Linked DNA regions of Danio rerio: region 2 is linked to region 1. The links are chromatin contacts, called in public Micro-C maps. All regions are on one chromosome and are shown on one strand. Each heading gives the region's core, a stretch centred on a gene start, on an enhancer-like site or on the middle of the called end of the contact. The rest is flanking DNA. Distances are from core to core; before and after follow the strand shown.

The links. A called contact is a pair of places that touch in the nucleus more often than the background predicts.
Region 2: a contact with region 1 is called in a Micro-C map of caudal fin, with 5 times the contacts expected there. The contact joins the promoter of ints1 here to the enhancer-like site in region 1. A contact is called at or near these places in 3 of 18 Hi-C or Micro-C datasets (caudal fin, hematopoietic stem cells and an unstated tissue) and 1 of 4 datasets of contacts at active chromatin or transcription factors (caudal fin).

The regions. Positions count from the first base shown.
Region 1 is chr3:42,003,993-42,008,804 of GRCz12tu, forward strand. It overlaps a transcript of mafk not described here. Among named protein-coding and RNA genes, the nearest start is that of mafk, 21 kb to the right of the region's middle. Within about 2 kb of position 2,394, at least 8 of the 62 cell types and tissues checked have an H3K27ac peak or open chromatin away from gene starts, as enhancers often do. A contact at or near this core is called in caudal fin, where this site is marked.
Region 2 is chr3:42,037,712-42,042,523 of GRCz12tu, forward strand. It overlaps ints1 (integrator complex subunit 1), which reads left to right and starts at 2,000. Exons shown (of 48, transcript XM_073944937.1): 1 at 2,000-2,284; 2 at 2,521-2,611; 3 at 3,072-3,359. The coding sequence starts at 2,557.

The DNA of each region.
Region 1 (4,812 bases), core at 1,144-3,643:
CATGTTTGGTTCTTATTAGTTTGAATTACGGCATTACTGAAGGATGGAGTAGGGGTGTGCGATACTGGCAATAATGGTATCTATAGTAAGAATTTTCATTTTCTTTCGAAGTTCATTTATTCATCAGGGGTCCCCACAGTGGAATGAACCGCCAACTTATCCAGCATATGTTTTACTCAGCGGATGCCCTTCCAGCTGGAACCCAGTAATGGGTAACACTCATTTACGATTTAGTTTATTCAAGTCACCTATAGCGCATGTCTTTGGACTGTGGGGGAAACCGGAGCACCCGGAAGAAACCCACACAAACACAGGGAGAACATGCAAACTCCACAATGAAATGGCAACTGATCCAGCCACCTTCTTTCTGTGAGGCAACAGTGCTAACCACTAAGCCACTGTGTTGCCCCATAGTAATAATAAACAACAGTTTGCTTAGTGTGTGTGTGTGTTTTTTTTTTTTTTACCCTGGTACGGTTTAGGCCTGTTGAGGATGAATAAATATAACACCAAAACAACTAGAAGGTGGTGGAAAGTCTGTATCTTAAAGGGATAGTAATTGACTCACTATTTACTCTACCTCAAGTGGTTATAAAATTTTATGAGCTTCTCTTAAACTCAAAAGAAGATATTTTGAAGAAAGCTAAAAACCTGTGACTACAGTCTACAGACTACAGTATTTGTTTTTCCTACTATGGAGGTCAATGGTTTCTTTAACAAATATTTTGTGCTTAACAGAAGAAATCAAATCAAACTGGTTTATAGTGATGACTAATGATGAACTATCCCTTTAATGTCAAGCAAATGATTCATTTAATCAAATGACAATGAATCAATCATTAACTCACTTAATTCATTCAGAAATGTAAGCTTCAGAACTATAAAAAAATAAGCTTGTTTTAGAAACCAAATAAGAAATTTTTAGGATGTTCTTTGAAGGTTTTTTTTTTTAACCAAACATTAAACTTTCCAGATTGTATCACGTTACAGATGACATAGAGTTTGTTCTCCTAAACTAGAAGGAATGTTTTAATTACATATAGAAAATGGTCCTGGCTAATCAACATATAACACTTTGAGAATATTTTGGAACCTAAAAACTAGCTGGAAAGCATATAAAAGCTCAATATTAATTTACTTAATATTAACTTTTTGTTTGTTGGACTGTCCATCGAATCATTTTCATGAAGTGAATTATAGTCCGTTTACATTTCCTGTTTAATGTCAAACTATTTCATAACTGTAAATAAAGGCAATTCAATCAAACTTTACGTTAAAACAGCTATCATTATAACATCTATTATAACAGCTATTATATATAACATTATTTAATAATATGTCATTTTTTGAATTCCTGGAAGCTATAAAAATTAAAAATGCATAACAGTAAATATATTAGGACTATTGTTATTGTTTACATCCCTCAAAATGGTCTATATCAGGGGTGGCTAACACCGGTTCCTGGAGAGCCACCTTCCTGTAGATTTCAGTTGCTACCCATGTCAAACACACCTGAACCAATTAATTAGAACCTGAACACCACATGATAATTACAGGCAAGTGTGTTTGATATGGGTTGCAACTGAAATCCGCAGGAAGGTGGCTCTCCAGGAACAGGGTTAGCCACCCCATATAGTTCACCCTAAATCGAATAATCTGTCATCATTTACTTGCCCTTTATTTGGTCCAAACCTGTTTCTGTCATCAGTTGAAGAGAAAAGAAGATATTTTGAAGAATGCTCGAAATCTGTAACCATTGATTTCAATACTATTTGTTTTTATGGAAGTCAATGGTTACAGATTTACATAGTTTTGACAGCTTTGGCTTCAACAGAAGAACACAGCTATCGAACCCCGTTCCAGAAGGGTCACATCGCTGCACAGTTTACTTCCAACCCTGATTAAACACACCTGATCAAACTAATTGAGTGCTTTCGGCTTGTTTGATACCCACAGATAGGTGTTGATGCAGGGCTGGAAGCTTGACACCCATGAAACTTAAAGGTTTGGATCAACTTAAGGGTGAGTAAATTTTCATTTTTGAGTGAACTGACCCTTTAATTTACAGTCAACTCTCGAGCTATGTTTGTTTGTTTTTTTAGCGTAGCGATAAATGTTAGCGCACATACCATTCAAAAACGGCAGATATTAACAAAGAAAATATCGCACACCCTCACTCACGATACCAAGAAAATTGAGTGAATTTTAAAGAATGTACACAAATGAGTTATGGCTTTGGTGGCAGCTGAATTGAACTCACACACAAACAAAAAAGCAAAACAAAAATGCCTCAAAAGTCCAAGAAACGAACGGAGATCTTGGTGTCATCAGCATTTGATCACAGCATTTTGAAGGAGAAAATACAACTCGCCACCAGGTGTCAGTGTAAAGCGCAGAAAGAGCTGTTTTGTCAAGTTTTCTTACATTAAAAAGCTGTATATAACTCCATAAAGGAGGATTAAGTGACTTTTAATGGAACTGGATCAATTCCAATATTACGTAATGTGTTAGGAATCTCAGAGGAACAAAATAAATGGCCACAATGACGAATGGTAAATGTCAGAGTTTTTTTCTCTCACTAAAAAGCTTTTGTGGCCTAAAAGGGAAGTGGAGACAGCAATTTAAAAACTCATTCGTCTATAAAAGCGGATTTGCCAACCAGAGCTGTGGTCACATTTATATATTAGAATACAAAGGTCATGGTTTGAAATGCTGACTGCATGTTAAACCTTTCATAACAATGCCAAATAAACAATGAATACTGAAATGAAACCTAAACACACCACATTTCACCCATAATAAACTAATAGTGTGTTGCATTCATAATATTGTACATATTGTTCAAAAGATATTGTGTGTGTGTTTCTGCTGCTCATCGACAATTAAATAAACCACTTAAAGACAAATCACACCAGTCCTGGATATAGATATAAACTATAGAGGCAATGAGGAATTTAGATCATGTTGGGGGATATAAAGACATACAAAAACACTTGTGGCGATATAAACCCCAATATGCTTCCTTGCATTGGTGGAAGGGCTCACAAAATAAAAAAAGGTCATAGCCACTTAGGTAAGAGACAATCCTGATTTTAACCATCTCAATGTTACGAAGGATCAGTTTTAGGATATGTTAATGTTTTCAGATCTACATTACACCAGAATTCTCCCTATACCCAAGAGTCTGTGTCGAAATATCAAATATTTGCATTTTTATGTACATTTCATCAGGGTTACCAACACCGGCAGTGGCACTTTTTCGTGGCTTGGCGGTAGGAATGATTTCTGAACGGACGGAATTTTCTAGATGAAGTTTGGGAGCTTGAATTCAACATTATTTGCTAAGCTTAACTCAGTTCTGTAATATACAGGTTAGAATTGAACTGCATTAGTTTTAAGACAGCTATCGCTCTATCCAATATGGATTACCTACCATTTTTATGGTGTCGTATAGAGACAGATCTGAAAAAAACGATATATCTTCAAGATAACTGACAACACTGATGTGCCGCTTAGATGTTATCACCAAGTTGAGGATAATCAACTTTATACTAACTAACCTTTTGTAAAACAAGTATCATAAAAGAAAAAAACATGAAGTGCCCTTAGAATCTCAGCCCCTCTGTGCTTTCAGTCTTGCATATTTACATATGTCAGTCTGCTTTGCAAGTGCTTCATAGTATTGTACTGCAATTCAACAGTAAAAGGTAAGTGCCGTTTTCCCATTTGGGATTGCTATGTCTATAAAAGCTGACTATGTGAGGATTGGCTCATTTCCTATTGGATTTTTTTTTTTTTTTTCTCTGTTTATCAGTAATGTCATGTTTCAGGATAAGGATTTGCCCTTGATGTCGATATCATTTTCAACTTTGGACTTCATCAGAATCACTGGTCTTTTACAATGACTGATATCAGTTTATAGTGATGTATTATGAGATTCCGCCAACACATTTGATGACATATGATGATGTCATGTTTTATTCACATATCTATCTACCTATCTATATATGCATAACATATAATTTAAAATACAATTAATAGACCACTTGAAAGTTCTGTTTGGAATAGTTATGTTTTGGTTTGTATTTATTTATTGAGAACACAACGCCAGTTTTAACTTTAGAATACGCAAGCCAATCATTGTAAATCTTTAAATAAAAAAAGTTAAGTTACAATGTTTCTTATTTGAAATTTTAGACAATGTTATCAGACATTTACCTAATAAAACAAATATTAACATTTCATTCAAACCCATATCTAATAAATCCAGAAAATGGTGAATTTTCAAGTGGTCACTTAATCTTTATGAATATATTCAGAAGTTAAAGGTCAGTTGTATTGTTTTTAATTATTATTTTTGCTTACGAACCTATAAACAGTAATATCATGGAATTATGGTGGCCGAGAGAGCAATTACAAAAAAAAAGAACAGCAAAATCTGTTTGACAGCACACGTGCTGCAAATCCTAACAATGCAAACAAATTAATAAAACGTGCTGCATTCTGCAGGCGTTTTTGTCATTTGTTTGCACTGTAAAAAAGAAATCCAGCACAATTTATTATTTTTTGTGTGTTGAGAACATGCTGCGCGTTTTATTCATTTGTTTGTATTGTAAGAAAATGCAGAAAATTTTTTTTACAAATGTGTTTGCATTGTGACGATTTGCAGCACGTGTGCTGTCAAACAGATGACAATTGGCTGGCATTTTTTTGTAATTACACATATTTTCTTAGGGTGCTTTCACACCTAGACTTTTGTTTCGGAACCGGTCTCATTTCCCCCATTAGCGTGGTTGGTTTGGCATATGTGAA
Region 2 (4,812 bases), core at 750-3,249, 33 kb after region 1:
CGACAGCAATACCTACTGCGCCACTGTGTCGCCTAAAATGTTATTTTGTTTTATTTATTTTATTTTATTTTATTTTATTTTATTTTATTTTATTTTATTTTATTTTGGAGCGAGTATCTCTGTGTTGTTTTGTGCTGTTTTTTTGTCTGGCAGGCAGAGTAATGTCTGTTTCCATGCTGACATCATTTTTAAAATGAAGATTCTTGGAAATATTATTCCTTGTACAGGAACACTCTATTGAAACACTGCCACCCAGAGACATCTAACCACCCAGAGTCTGTGGTTACTTTAAGATAAACTTTTACTTTTAGATAAAATGATAGATTCTTATGTCACACGAGTGAAGCGTCTTAAGGGGCGATGACATTATGAATGAAATAAATGAATAACTGCTTCAGATTTAGTGACTCAAAGCTTTGCATCATGCAGTCAAGATTGAAGGTAAACATCCATTAGCGTACAGATGGCAGTGGAGTTGAAAATCACATGATCTCTGCTGGTAATAAAAGATTGGAGCAGCAAAATAACTGAATGATTTGTCCTGATGGCCGAATGGTTCCATGCAGTTATGATAGCTAAAACTAATACCATAAAACTAAGGCCGACTAAAAGAGAAAAAAATTGAAGCTTAATAAAGATTAATTTAAACTAGGGATCTCTGTGCTTATTTTATGTTATATTTTATTTTATTTTTAGTTTCTACAACTTTCTTGTAGAAATCAATCTTCTTTTATATTTTTTAAATTCATTGTTATTTAATTTATTTTCCACTTAATTTAGTTTAGTTGATTTAATTTGATATTTAAACTATTTCAGTTTATTCTATACTTCATTCTTTTATTTTACGTCATTTATCTTAATGTGTTTTGCATTTTACTTTATTTAAGTAATTTTAGTTTTTTTTTCTTTTATTTGTTGCTGTTTTATCTTATTTTGTTTTGTCTTCATTTTTTGTTTTATTTTCATTTACTTTCTTTTAATGATTAATATGTAGTTTTTTATTAATTTTATTTTAAATAATTATTTATTTAATTTTTTTAAACTACTTTTGATTGTCTTAATTTTATAATCATTTGTATTTTAATTGTATTTTACTTGATTTTAATTGTTTAAGTATATTCTATTTTATTGTTTTATTTTTTCTGTCTTATTTTGTTTTGTCTTTGCCTTTTCACATTTTATTTTTATTTTTATTTACTTTTTAAGGTTTATTTTAGTTTATTATTTTATCAATTTTATTTTATATTATTATTTCATTTTATTTTATTTTAGTTTAGTTTATATACTTATATGCCAAGATTTTATAGTTTTTTTTAATTAAATTTATATAGTTTAAATAATTTAAATTATTTTTATTTTATAATTAATTATATTTTTGTTGTCTTTGACTTTATTGTACATATTTTAGTTTTTTTCTATTTTATTCTTTGATTATATTTTGCTTTTTATGTTATTTTGTTTTGTCCTAAATTTTTACATGTTGATTTTTATTTTTGTTTATTTATGATTTTTTTTTTAACTAACTCTTAAAACGTATTTGTTCTCTTTGGCATTCAATATTTTTTTTTGACTTGATAAGCAACAATTCTTTATTTTAATGAATCTCCATTTGTAGTGTGCGCTTTTGTTCTTTTTTATTGTATACAAATTAGTTGACTTGTCTTTGTTTTTATACCCCTCACTGTGGTTGTTTTAAATGTTCTATACAAATAAACTTTTTATTGTACTGTATTTATTATTTGATCAAATTTAATTTACTTTTATTTCATTTATTCATTCTTTTTTTTCAGCTTAGTCCCTTTATTAATCTGGGGTCATCACAGCGGAATGAACTGCCACCTTATCCAGCATAAGTTTTACACAGCGGATGCCCTTCCAGCTGCAACCCAGCACTGGGATTTTATTTTATTTTATTTTATTTTAGTTTAGTTTAGTTTAGTTTAGTTTAGTTTAGTCATTCAGCTCCAGTGCTGCAGGAGGCGCAGCCGCTCTTTTCATCAAACTCTTCCACTGCAGCAGAAGCACAAACAGCACTCGGCAAATCATGTAGCTGCCCCTTTCAACAACAACTGAGGTACTTTATTAATCCTCAATTCCTGTTTTTTGCCTTCTTACTGTACCATTATGTAAACGATATGTTACTGGTAGAGCAAACATTTTCAAAATGAACATTTCAGCCAGTATTTGATGTTTTTACAAAACGTTACAAGGCATCACCTGCTAAAACGCTTAGACTAGCATGTAAACAAATACAAAACATTAAATAAAATAAGAGCTCTTACAGGTAGTCGAAAAAATAGTTAACCTATTTTTGTCTTGCTTATGTACAGCATAGGAAATATATATATATTTTTACTTCAGTATCAAATTATTTCTGCTAACATCAGTCCATATCACCATGTAAAGTTAACCTAAGTTAAATGCTAGATTTTGTTTGGGTGTGATCATAGTCATTTTAAGTTATAGACTCAAATGTACTTTTATCTAATTGAAGACTAATGCTGTTTATGTGTCTTACAGTTACAGTGAGTTGTTTAACTTGTGGAAACTGTCACAATGAATCGACCAAAGCCAACAAGCATCAGGCGCCCTAGTAACACCAAGCCATCAGGTAAGACTTTAAGCTTACTTTTCGGACACGATTTGGATAAAGATGGTTTTATATTTGCACATTTGGACTTTCTCCTTAATAATATAATTTCAGAAAATCATTCTTTACAAATTCTAAGTATAGAAAACATATTAGCATCCAATGACTATCAAAATACTGCATTGTTCAGAGACAGTTAAGTAGGTAGCAGCTAATGGTGTTTTGAAGTCATACTCGCATGCCAATTCAGACCAAATATTCAAAGTAGCATGGTAAACAATATAGGGAGTTCGAACCTATTCAAAAATGAACGAATGTGCAAATATAAAACTAACTTTACCTCAATATGGACAATTCGGTACTCTTAAAACATATCTCTTATCCATGGCATTTAATAGTTGTTTTGACTTGATGAACACTCATTATATTGTATTGTATTGTATTGTTTTGTATTTCCTGTTCCCCCTTTGGCGCCCTTCAGGTCACCCTCCTCCTGGAGATTTCATTGCTCTTGGGTCGAAGAGTCAGAGCAGTGAACCGAAAGCAAACCCAGCTTTGCTGAAGCCGGCATCCACTGGTTTGCCACCAGATCGCAAGAGAGAGGCATCTTCATCTCTGCCTTCTTCCTCCGGCTTGTCCAGTCTGTCCAAACGGCCCAAACACCCCAATACTCCACCCAGCGCCCTCTCTCGTCTCGCTGAGGTGGCTGCTGTGGACAAAAGGTCAATTTCTCCCTCCATCAAAGAGCCGTCTGTGATTCCTATTGAAGGTAACGCCAACAAACCTTTCTATTTTATTGTAAAATGTTGTTTATCTGATGTTTATTTTGATCATAATTGCAGTGAAATTTAGAGTTTTTGGAGCTGCCTTTGATATCACAGCAAAAAAAATCTCTTTGAAAGGTCTAAATGTTACAAAATTAAAAAAAACATAGTTTTATTTTATATATTAGTTTTGCAAAGATCTTTTTCAAAATACAAAAATCATTAAAAAGAGAAAACATTGTTACTTATTTAAATAAAAAATAATCATGTAGTAGAACAAGAGATTATTTTTACTATAATGTCAGCTATATAAAAAAAGAAATGAATGCAAAGTTTGCATGAAATTGTAATTTAAAACATTTCAAAATGCATGTTAAAGGTATTATGGTAAGTATTTTATCTGTCTTTATGTTTTTGTCAAAAGCAGGTCAGAATCTGCTGCCTTTTTTTCCTTTTTCTGCCCAGAATTTTGTAAAGAATCTGTGGCTTTGTGGAGAATGATTTTGAGGTATAAAAGCCAAAAACTTAAGAAGAGGTTTTCTAATATTATACCTTAAGAATGCACAATATATCATTTCAGCATCGATATCACAATGTGATCATTCACATTAGTCATATCGCAGGATATGCAATGTTAATTCTGTATTATAATTCAAAATTTGCATGTGATTTGGTTTTAAAAACATTCAAGCATAAGAATCTGTATCATTTTCTAACTTTAATAACAATGCATTTTATTAAATTATGCAATGAAGATTATGCAGTATTATTTAACATGTGGTTATTCAGTTACTTTTCCTGAATACCGTATGACTCCTTCAAAAGCATTACACACTTTTGATTTAATTTGTATTGTTAAATGATTATTTTTTTAACTTGTGTATTTAATGCAGATGCACTCCCACTACAGCAGGGGTGTCCAGACTCGGTCCTGCAGGGCCGGTGTCCTGCATATTTTAGTTCCAACCCCAATTAAACACACCTGAACCAGCTGATCAAGCTCTTTTTAGGTGTATTAGAAACATCAGGGAGGTATTCACCTTATTCTCCGCGTACAAGTGGGCACAGCCATCTGAATCTTTTTGGCTCGAGACTTCCAGTCTCATTCACTTCCATTCATTTTTAGAAACTAAAAACTGCTTGTTTCACGGTTTGATGTTGCAAACTGATATTTTCTTATTATATTATTTTACTTGGTCTGTATAGTCATGCAAACATTTGTCTGTAGAGCAAGTAGTTTGACCGTTTTCTGCCGTTTATTATTCCTAGTCATTTCTCCCATAGGCGACTGAATCGCAAGTTCAAAAACAATCACGAAAACAGACGCACTTCCGCATTTTAGAATAAGGTCAAAATTGAGAGAGGCTGGAGCTAAACTCTGCGTACAATGGCCCCGAGTTTGGACCCCCCTGCACTACAGTATTGACACAATCGATCTAAAATGATAAATTATTTTCA